Regions from separate parts of the Gossypium hirsutum genome. Here region 1 is linked to region 2. The links are chromatin contacts, called in public Hi-C maps. All regions are on one chromosome and are shown on one strand. The core of a region is the stretch at or near the end of the contact, and the rest is flanking DNA. Distances in the headings are between cores, read along the strand shown. Region 1 has its middle 28 kb from the start of LOC107914916. Region 2 holds the start of LOC107914391 (18.5 kDa class IV heat shock protein).

Region 1 (6,005 bases), core at 2,891-5,390, 180 kb before region 2:
ACTTTCAGTAATGTATTGTTGTACGAATTGTGATGTGTTTCAAGAAAGTGAGGTAATGTGATAGTTTAGAGCATCCGATGTTACATAAAATCGGAGTTGTTAAAGGGGTTAAAGCCGAGCATTGGGATCTATCAAAATTATCCTTGTCAGTGTTGATATTGGGATGGAAATGAGAAGGATTATTCTTGAGGCCATATCAGAATTATTTCTATGGCGGAAAGAGGAAAATGTGATGTATCCTATTGTTAAATGTTTGGCGAGATCTATAAATCATATCTGTATTGAATGAATTCCTACTCGTCAGATTCATGGAATTTTAGGTCTCTTTGATTGTTGGATTTCTTGGAATTCCGGTCTCCATTAAATCAAGTTGAGATCCGGGTTTTATGTCATGATATCATGGGAAACTGAGAAGGGTTGAAAGTTTAAGAACAGTTGAGAGTTGAGACTGTAAGCTTTTAGATCATATGAGAAATTGAAGAGATGTATTGGAGGTACAGTCTAAGTGAAAGTTCTTTCGCACAGAATATGAGATTAAAAGTGAAGACCACTTTTCTGGTAAGATTTTCGAGGACGAAAATCCCTAAAGGGGGGAGAGTTATAATATCCTGATTTTGGGCCTAGTCAGAATAGCGGTTTAGTGACCAAAAAATTCGAGATAGAAATAATTCTTTATGATTATTTTAAGTTCTATGATATGATTGCATGATTGTGTGAAAATTTCGTGAAGAAATTTTATGCATAAAGTGCTTAAATTGAAATTAGGGACTAAATCGAATAATTTGCAAAACTTGTATTCTAGAAGTTTCTAGTATGAAATTGTTTTGAAATATTAATTAGGAGGTCTTAAATAGAAATTTTACCAATTTCTAAGTCTATGGACAAAAATTGGACATGGATGGAATTTTTGGAAAGTTTAGTAGTAAGGGCATTTTGGTCATTTAGGGGTAAAATGAATTAAAATACAAAATTTAAAAGCCAATTTTGCTCATCTTCAACCCCATGGCCGAATATAGCAAGGAGAAACCATGGCTAGGGTTTTTCAAGCTTCCAAGCTCGATTGTAAGTCCATTCTAGCCCCGTTTTTCAAGTTCTTTACGTTTTTGGAGTCCCGATAGCTCGATTAAGCTTATGCTAGCAATAATTTAACCTAGGGTTTATATTTGGAAAAATACCCATAGGTGAAATTTGTGTATTTTGGTGTTTTATGATAGAATATGAGGTTTTAAATTATGTTAGACAACTTGTGCTACTCGGTTTTAAGTGAAAACGAGCAAAAGGGCTTAATCGGTAAAAATACCTATAGTCATAAGTACATGTTAGAGTGAGAATTTGATGTTTCCATAGAAGGGAAAAATGATCAGCATGTCATAAAACATAATAAAATAAGCTGAAGTTTAATTTACGAGCTTTGGGGAAAAAGTGTAAATATGCAAAAGTTTAGGGGCAAAATTATAATTTTTCCAAAATATGATTTTGGGTCAATTTGAATAATGTGAGTCCTAATTAGACTATATTTTAAATGATAGAGCAAGGAAAACTAAAATTCGGGCTAAAATGGGGAAAATACCAAGTTGTGGACGAAACGGTAAAAGTAGCCATTTTCGCATACGAGGTAAGTTCATATGTAAATGTTGGTAACATAGTTATTATTTTAAATGTTTTAATGTTATTTAAATGATATGATAATTATTATGAAATATCATACTTGTGACAATTGTTTGATAATATGTCAAATTATGTGATATACTTGGAAAATGTGAAATACTATCGAGTATCGGTATCGGCATTCCATAGAAGATGGTTGAGACACATGATTGGGAAAAAGGTCCCATTGAACCTTAGGAATGGATTAGGATACAAGTGACTTGTCACTAGGATGGTTGAGCATCCGAACTCGTTGAGTTGAGTCCGAGTTCACTTATGGATGCAAATGTCCGAACTCGTTGAGTTGAGTCCGAGTTCGTGAGATGTAACTAGGCATCCGAACTCGTTGAGTTGAGTCCGAGTTCACTCATGGATACGAACGCCCGAGCTCGTTGAGTTGAGTCCGAGTTCGCTTATGGACGGGTTACATAGTAGCTTGGCTACATATGTGGCACTTATGTGCAAACTTTCCATGTATTCGAATTATATTCCGATGTGTTCAACGGGTAAAGTTCTACTCAAATGGAGGAATACTCAAGATGAAAGGGACGTATTGGTTGTGAAATGGATACTTTGAACAGGTATGTACTTAACCCTCGGGTTGAAAACTCGATATAACAACAATATGGTAAGATGATAAATGAAAATGTGATATGAATGTCTTGGTGATGATTATGCAAATGATGTTTTATGTTTGCTTATATGGTTATGTTAAATGCTATTTGCATGTGAACTTATTAAGCATTTATGCTTACTCCCTCCTTTTCATTCCTTGTAGTTTTGACAAGCCAGCTCGGAAATCGGGAACGGTCGGAGGCTCGCTCACACTATCCGTATACCATCTTGGCATAATGGCTTGTATATTTTGAGTATGGCATGTATAGCATTATAATCATTTTGTATATATGGTCTTATGATATGGTTATTGAGTGGTATGGAAATGCTTGGTAATGATTAGCCATTGGAATGGCTAATCATGATCATATTTGGTGTTATGTATGTCAAATTGCTAGCTAATCCATGGAAACCATGAAATAGGTAAAATTTACCATAAAATAGATTCAGACAGCATTAGTGACGTGAATTTGAAAAATCACTAAAAATTGTAGAAATGGAATTAAATAATTAATAAGTTATGGAATCGAAGCTTGATGAGTCTATTTTCATATGGAAGAAGCAAAACAGGTATATGAGCTATATTTTATGAGATGTTTAAATTTTTGTGAAATAGGGCCAGAGCGATTTTTGGATCCCCTGTTCTGACTTTGGAAATTCACCATAAATTTTACAAAAATAATTAGAAGTCATGCTTTATATGTAGAGATTCCTTATTGAGTCTAGTTTTATTAGAGACAAACGTCATAGTCATTGAAGCTCTGTACAGGGAGATATCTGATTCGTAATACATAGAGTTCAGAGTAGTCAAACCCTGAAATAGGGGAGACTTTAACTAATAAACTGTACTAATTGGCCTGACCAAAAATTCTAGAAAAAAATTAGTAGATATATATATGAGTCTAGTTTCAGGAAAAATTTACGGAATTGGATTTCTAGTTTTGGAACTCGAGATATGATTTTTAAAGCGACTGTGATGCAGTTAGCCAGCTTGTCTGGAAATTTTAAAATGAATTGTATGAGCTGTTTAAGTAATGAATTAAGTCCGTTAACACCTCGTGTTCGACTCCGGAAATGATCTCGAGTACGGGGCGTTACAGTTCAGCCCCTCACAACCTTATTGAAGCATGGTATCGCCTTGGATAAGATTACCAGGCCTTCCAAGTTTTTTATACAAGAAGAAAATTATTGAAGAAATAAGAAGGATTATTGGAAAAGTCGTTCGGTGAGATTTCAATACAAATTGCAGGATTAGAGGCCGTTTCGCCAGGATGGTTGTTTACATCAATTTGGATAAGCCTTTGATTGCTCAAGCCCTTATGAATGGTATGAAACAGAGAGTAGAATATGAAGCGTTGCTGACTATTTGCTTCACTTGTGGGAAGTATGGCCATACAAAGGAATTATGTGTTTCGCTGCAATCGAAGCTCGCACCAAAAAAAGACCAAATAAAGGTTACTCCGACAGAGCTGGGGAAAGGAGAAAGGAGCACTGCTTACGGGCCATGGATGGTGGTCAAAAGAAAAACACGATGTAATGCACGAAATAACAATCTTTCCAAAAAGGATAATAGAGAGAAAGGCAAATCGGGTTCCAGATTTGACACTTGGACTAATTTGGAAGGTTTGGTGGATTTGGAAAATAAGCAGAATAAGGGGGAAGATGAGAAGTTGGTTGATTTTTAGGTTAACTTGAATGCTGGATTTATTGTGGAGAAATAGAGATTTATATCTCAGGGTATCCTAGCTCTAATAAAAGTATACAACTGGGAGGAGATAAAAGGGGATTTGGGCCATTGAGTTTACAAAAGACAGACCCAAGATCTAATGGTCCAGTGGGTCGGTCAACGACCGCAGAAGATGATGTCATAGAAGCAAACAACCCATCATCAAGCAAAACTATGGTGGACCCTTTAAAGAGTGAAGTGCTCTAAGCCAATAACGTGGTGGGCCCAATCTACACAGAAACAGTCCCTCCTTTTAACGAAGCAGGGAGTTCTCCTATGCGTTCATTTTATTCTGATTTTAATTTCACAACTGGTGATGTTTTTTCTTTAATGCACGATAATAATTCCATTTTAACTCCAATAAATACTTCCTGTTTTAACCCAATTTTTGTTGCTCAGGAGGTGAACGTTGATGATGGACCTACAATGACATCCAAGCCAGCTTCATCAATGTTGGATCTGGTTAAAGTTCAGGTTGCTGATTCTTGTGGTAGATTAAATTGTAATAAACACACTGCTATTTTGTTCAAAGGAAAAAGACTAGCTGATGGTGTTAACAAGAATCGGAGTACGAGGAAATTAATGGGGGTAAAGATGGGGTTTCCGGGCCACTAGAAAAATAAATAAAATTGTACATGGGAAAGGGAATAATTTTAAAATAAAAAATTCTTTAAAAATTCCTTTGAGTGATTCTATTTCTAGGTTGGCTCAGTCTATTTCCACACTTAAAAATGTTGATTTAGATGCATCTGACACAAGCACTGGTAAAAGAATTTAATTTCAACTCGTTTTGTTCTGGTTTGATTGGTTTATTGAGGTTTTGTTATTTTTTTAGTATTACTTTCTTGTCTATTTTTTTATGGATTTAAATCTCTAAATTTTTTCTTGGAACTTAAAGGTGTACGAGTAGCAAATTTCTCCGAACTTTTCGTAAGTATAATCTTGAGCATAAACCGGACATTGAGTGTCTTTTAGAGCAGAAAGTCAGTGGTAAAAAAGCTAATTCTATTATTGATAAATTAGGCTTTGATCGTTGTCATTGTATTGAGTTTGTTGGTTTTTCAGGAGGCATATAGGTTGGATGGAAGGACTATATTTCCATAAGTATTATTCATAATCATCCTCAGTTCATGCTTCTTCATATTCAGGGAAATAATTTTTATAATGTATTTTCTATCTTTGTTGTGTATGGTAATCCTGACAGGGCTAAGAGGAAATCTCACTAGACTGATCTAATGGATGTTTTGCCTCAGGATCTTTTGCCATGGTTGATTTTAGGTGATTTTAATGCCATTCTTTCCACTAAGGATAAAAAAAAACGATCGTTCAATAGGTAAGAGATGTAACTTTTTTGGAAATTTTGTAGAATCATGTAATTTGCAGGCTCTTGGATTTAAATGACCTTCATTTACCTAGCAAAGAGGCAATACGCATGAGCGGTTGGATCGAGCCTTAGCTAATGATGCTTGGATTTCTTCCTTTTCGCATACTCTTATTTATCATCTTTCACGTATTAAATCGGATCATAGGCCTTTTCTCTTAAAAACTAATCCTAAGTTCAATGTTTTGAGAAGGAGACTGTTTTGATTCCTTGTAGGATGGACGAAGCATGCGATTTTAAGGAATTAGTCTCAAATAAATGGAGATTCTCAGGTAACATGACTGATTCGTTATCTGAATTTACCTCAAATGTAAAAGATTGGAACAGGTCCATTTAAGGCTATATAAGAACACGTAAAAGACAACTTTTAAAATTACTTGCGAGTATTCGAAAGGCCATGGATCAGTCGACCTCTAGAAGGTAAGTTAACTTGGAGATGGAGGTTCATGATGAATTGGAGAGTGTACTTAATCCCGAGGAGCTTTTATGGAGGCAGAAGGTTAGGTGTGATTTGCTTCAGTTTGGGGACCGAAATACCAAGTTCTTCCATAGTTACACTATGCAAAGAAGGAATTTTAATCGCATTTTGGCCTTGTGCATTAGTAATGGAGAGTGGTGTTCGAATCAACCTATTCT
Region 2 (5,602 bases), core at 1,764-4,263:
ATATAATGACTTTACCGTTATAATTAAAATTATTTATGAATTTGTAATCTAAATCTAAAAATATTCCATTTAAAAAGCGAACTTTGTAGGCAAATATGGAATGAAGATTGTGAAGGTAACAATGGTAGAGCCATATAAAATAAAAATATAACTTTCAATTATTTTGTGTTAAATTTGAAGTAAGAGAAAATTGTGATTAAAGACAGCATATTTGATTATTCAAAGCAATTTAAGTATAGTATTTTAAAATTATGGTAACAAGTTTCAAGTTTATCACATCAGATTTATAAATGAATGCTTCTGAATTTTTGGATCACCTGGATACTGCAATACTAAAGATGAAATTATATGCTTTTTTTTTTATTCCACTAGTGATTTTAAATTTTACAACTTAATACCCTCTCACCATCAACTCTAAATTTCATAATCACAGGTACAAGGTCGGGTCTTGATTCAATATCTTTTATTTTCTTTCTCAACTTGTTTCTTATTTGAAAAGTTTGCATTCATTATTTATTTAATATTGGAAATTTAAAAGATTTAATTAATAAATTATAAATAGGGTGGAATCGAATTTACAGTTATTGTAAGAATTTCGAGACTTAGATGCAGTATATTTAATTTACTTTTTATTTTACGCTACACTATCTAATATTATCACCATCATTTTATAATTTTTTTTAATATAAAAAAATGTCAATTTCTCTCAAATATTTTCTTTCCAAATTAAAAAACTTAAAGATTATAATAATATATTAAACAACAACATGGTACGAAAAAGAAAAAAAAATAAGTCAAATAAATAACATAATTTATACAAAAATATTTAGCGAAAAGTCTTTTACATAAAGAGCTGAAAAGAAGATAATTTGTATTTTTGTTTTGTGCTTTTAATCGTGACATCAAATCCTTAAATTCCTTTCTTTTTCTCTCGATAATGTTGAGACATTACCCAAAGAACAAAATTCATTAGCAAGACATATAAATCAAAATATAAAAAAAAAAATCACAAACCTAATATATATAGATATAAGCCAAATCAATTAATTTGTGAAATTTGCTTTAAAATCCATACTCAACCTTTAAATTTAGCCTTTCAAGCCCTATCATATATTAATATTTAATTATTATATAATTAAAAAATAAAAAATATTTTGATAATATAAATTATAACCTAGACACAATAATAGGGTCTTGAACCTAGAGGTATTCATGAGACAATCTGGGCCGATTTCAAAAAACAGGCTTAAAATTTTATTCAAGCTCGACTTGAATAAAAATATTAAAACTCAAGCCCGGTCCAACCCACCCATATTAATTTTTATATTATTTTAAAATTATATAATACATCAAAAATACTAAAAACATCAAAATAAATATTTCTAAAAAATTGAAAATAAATTTTAAAAAATATATAGACTTAAATACCATTAAAATAAATACAACTTAACAAGTAAATACCTCTAAAATAATAAAAAAATTAACAAATACTTATAAAATAATAACAAAGTTAACAAGAAAATAAATTTTATACAATATCTAAATAATAACAACATAATAATAAAATAATAACAAAATAAAAAAAATAACATTCAAAAATAAAAAAAAATATATATATAAATTTTTTATCCTTTAATAAATTCGAGTTGAACCAAGCCGAGCTAAACCTAGGCTAAAAATATTTTACCCAAGACTTATCTGACCCAAGACTCAATTCATTTTTTAAATTCATTTTTTAAATTAGCCACTCTTTTTTTGTCCAAACTTATTTTTTGGCCTATATTTTTACTCCTCTCACATTTCGAGCGAACTCTCGAGCCAAATAGCCAGACCCATGAAAAACCCTACCTGGATCCATCCATCCCTGGGTGTCATCATCTTCAGCCCCTTTGGAATTGTTCATCCTTTTACCAGTTCCAACAATTTACCATTTCGAGTTTCGATTTCTTTATCTTAAAAATGAAGTTCCGAAATTGTTTCAACTTGTTCATGTCTATTAACAAAACTTAGATTCTTTCCCCTGAATAATGGAATTTTCTCTTCCACCTCAACATCCTCTACTCATCTAATCTTTAATTTTATCCAAATATCTTCTGACAGGCGGTGATGAATTGAGGTATTGTATCGGCTTGAATTCTGTTCCTAACTTCTTAAACCAAAGTTGAAGCAAAGTACACAACACAAAAGTGCTTTTATTACTACTAAAACTACTGTTCTAGTACAAGAACCGACTTACTCTTTGACATTAAACACATTTTTTCAAGCTTCAAAACAAAACAAACACCATAGAGTAGAGCATCACTTGACATTTTGCATTAAAAAAAAAAAGTGAAATTACTCTGTGATTTCAACGACCCTAACATTTGGCCTCTCCGGAGCTTGAGTTTGCTTCCCAATAGTGACGATGAGCATCCCATTCTCCATAAAACCTTCAATCTCATCAGTCCTTGCATTGTCGGGCAACTTGAACCTGCTCATGAAGTTACCATTTTCAGTGCTTATCTGAAGCATCCTGTCATCATCGATGAAAACCAGAACTTCATCTCTGGTGACCCCTGGAAGGTAGGCTTTGTAGACATGGGCCCTTGGGGTTTCTACACAGTTGAGTTGGGTTCCCAAGGAGGGGAAAATTTCAGAGGAGAAACCAGGGAAATGGGTGGAAAGAAATGAAGGGAAAGGGAAAGGGAAAGAATGGGAGAATGGGTTCAAAACATCCAAGTTGTTGAATGGATCCCATAATTCAAGAGAGAAAGGATCAGTGGGTGTGCCTTGTTGGCCATTGATCGGGACAATTGACATGGTTTCTTTCTGGTGGGTTTGGAGTGAAGGAGTGTGTTGAAAGCTCTTGATTTTGGAAACACAGTAAACAGAAGAAAGAGCAAAGTCTAGTTTAATGCGCTCCAACCTCAATGAGGAAATGAACAAAAAGGAAATCTCCACCAGGGGCATAATTGACATTTCGTCTTTTCCGGCACTTTCTAGAATGATATGTTGGTATGAGAGTTTGAGGCTTCAACTGAGGTTTAGCCCACTCTAGAGCACCGTATTCTAGGCTTTTCCATTATTTTTACTTTTTAACTATGAAGATTCCATTACAGGTCGAAAGGTTAAAAAAATTCAGAACACATAAAAAGTATAAGGGGTTTTAAGCCCAAGCCCAGTACCCAAGTTGGAGTGGGGAGTCTGGTTGGTGAAAGATGTCTGTAACACCTGATCAAATATTAGACCATATGAAAACAACACTTAGTCGTAAAAAAACTGCTACAACAACAAAACAAAAAAATAAGAATAACATTACTAAATTTCAAACAAGCCAAGAACAAACTCATCATTGGACTTCAACCACCAAAAACACTATGAACTGGTGCGTTTTTTCTCATAATCTTCCCGATGGATCTCCGCATAGCCCCAACAAGAAATGCTCTTCGAATCAAGTGTACAGTGTCAAACTTGAGAAAAACGAGCCTCTACTAGCGACCGGTCAAGCCTGAGAAATAAGAGGCTCGGCACAAGCCCCACAGTGGGGGAGTCCATGAAAAATGCAGGTTTACTTACATGAATTAGTTATAATTTCACTTAAAAATTTAGATCATATGTTATTATGAAGAATTAATTTAATACAGAACGTAGTTCATAACAATAAGTGAAAAGTTATAGAACTAAAATAAAACTTAAAAAATTAATTTTTTTTAAAAAATTGGTTGTTGTCGCAAAATATTATTATAAAGACGATATTTTGTATTTAGCACCTAAGTTTAACTTCAGTATTCAAGTTGATACTTAAAATTTAGCTTTAATGTTCACTTTGGTACCTAAGTTTTTCTATTTTGATACTTAAAATTTTTTTGTCTTAATTAGGTACCTGAGTTTAGTTTCAATATGTTCAATTTGGTACTTATGTTTTTTTACTATAGCATGTGTTGAAAATTTTTTGGGCCACATAATCTCATTTGGTTTAGATACCAAATTGAATATTGAAACCAAATCCAAGTACCAAATTGAGACAAAAAAACCTCAAATACCAAATTAAATACTAAAATCAAACTTAAGCACTGATTGATATATTAACCCAATAAAAAATTAAAAATTATATTGCATTAACCAGGAAAATATTATTGACATTTTAGGAAAATAATTTCTGGAAAATGATTTACTTTTCTGGAAAAGCTAATATTTTCTGGTGTTTGGATGAAACTGTATAAAATATTTTCTGTTGTTTGGTATATTTCTTAAAAACATTTCATAAAAGTTGTTTTCAATTAAACAAACATGCATTTGAGATTTTCTTATTTTCTCATTGTTTAATTAAATTTATTTTTATCTATAATTTTATATTTTACATCGTTTTTGTATATATTAAAAATATTATGTTAAATTCAGATTCATTACAACGTCATTTTTTAATTACATGACTACGATGTCAACAATTGGACTTGATTTTCAAATTTGAAAAGTAAAGGGACAAATTCTTGAAAATAAAAGTACAAAGACTAAATTACAAGTGTACATATATTTTAACCTTTATACTACAAAACATTTATTATTAAAATATTAGTATTGAATATTTTCAATAATATGTGAATAATATTATTTTAAATTATTATTTTTAAAATTTATTATTAAAATAAAATTGAAATATTAAATAATTTATTATTTATTATATCACTAAATATAAATAATTAAATATGTATGTTTAATAATATTGAAAAATATAATATTTTAAATATTTTTAAAAAAAATAAAAATTATTATCAATATAATAATATTAAGCTTGATTTAAGTTAATTTTTATAAAATATAAAATTATCTATAAATGAGCTCTTTTCCGGAAAATGACTTACTGTTTCCAAAATAGTAAGTTATTTTTACAGGAAAAAGAGCTTATTTTATCTTGATCTGTAAGTCATTTTCTGTTGACCAAATTATTTTCTGTGAAACAAACACAGAAAAATGAAAAAAATATTTTTCGTAAAATCTTTTCCATGTAAACAAACGGACCCTTACAATGATAAAGAGATGATGAATTACTGAATCACTGGTCATATTTACAGTGGAAAATCAATAATATTGACATTTAGAAAGCTAAACTATAAAGCAGCAGTTCTCAAAACACGAAATCTCAATAAACTTCAAGAAAAGATGCTCAACAAAATAAAGAAGAAGGTACAAGACATGATTGAATCCTATGTTACTCCGACTTTTCACTTTATCTTTTAGGTACTCGTACTATATCCAGACATGAGTACAGGATATGATCATGAAATCTAGAAAAAAAAATTCAACACACTTGTATACCGCACTCACATTTGAACCTGACTGACGTAGATTGAACACATCAATAGTTTGCCGTAACTCTCAGCGTCAGATAAATCAATATCAATGTCCCCAAACATGACCTGAGCCAAAGAAGGAAACAATAAGCCATTGATCGGAAGGGACTCCTCTGATTACTGTTAGTACTAGGAAACCTTATGGTAGGTTTCAAATACCATGTGCTGCATTACTGCCAAAATTCTGACAACAATGGAGCAAACCTACTTCATTGTAAAAATATTAGACTCCGTCAGGTTAAGGGTAGAGGTGTAACCGCAAGTCCAGTGGA

Evidence for each region. Hi-C and Micro-C count contacts between places; a contact is called where the count stands out from the background.
Region 1: a contact with region 2 is called in a Hi-C map of leaf, with 1.6 times the contacts expected there. The contact joins the enhancer-like site here to the promoter of LOC107914391 in region 2. A contact is called at or near these places in 6 of 34 Hi-C or Micro-C datasets (anther, callus, hypocotyl and 2 more).

The regions. Positions count from the first base shown.
Region 1 is chrA10:15,528,471-15,534,475 of Gossypium_hirsutum_v2.1, reverse strand. No RefSeq gene overlaps it. Among protein-coding and RNA genes, the nearest start is that of LOC107914916, 28 kb to the right of the region's middle. Within about 2 kb of position 4,140, at least 3 of the 9 cell types and tissues checked have an H3K27ac peak or open chromatin away from gene starts, as enhancers often do. A contact at or near this core is called in hypocotyl and leaf, where this site is marked.
Region 2 is chrA10:15,343,624-15,349,225 of Gossypium_hirsutum_v2.1, reverse strand. LOC107914391 (18.5 kDa class IV heat shock protein) reads right to left here and starts at 3,013. Exons shown (of 1, transcript XM_016843292.2): 1 at 2,173-3,013. The coding sequence starts at 2,958. The coding sequence ends at 2,335. LOC121208238 reads right to left here. Exons shown (of 7, transcript XM_041078784.1): 7 at 5,102-5,396. The coding sequence ends at 5,336.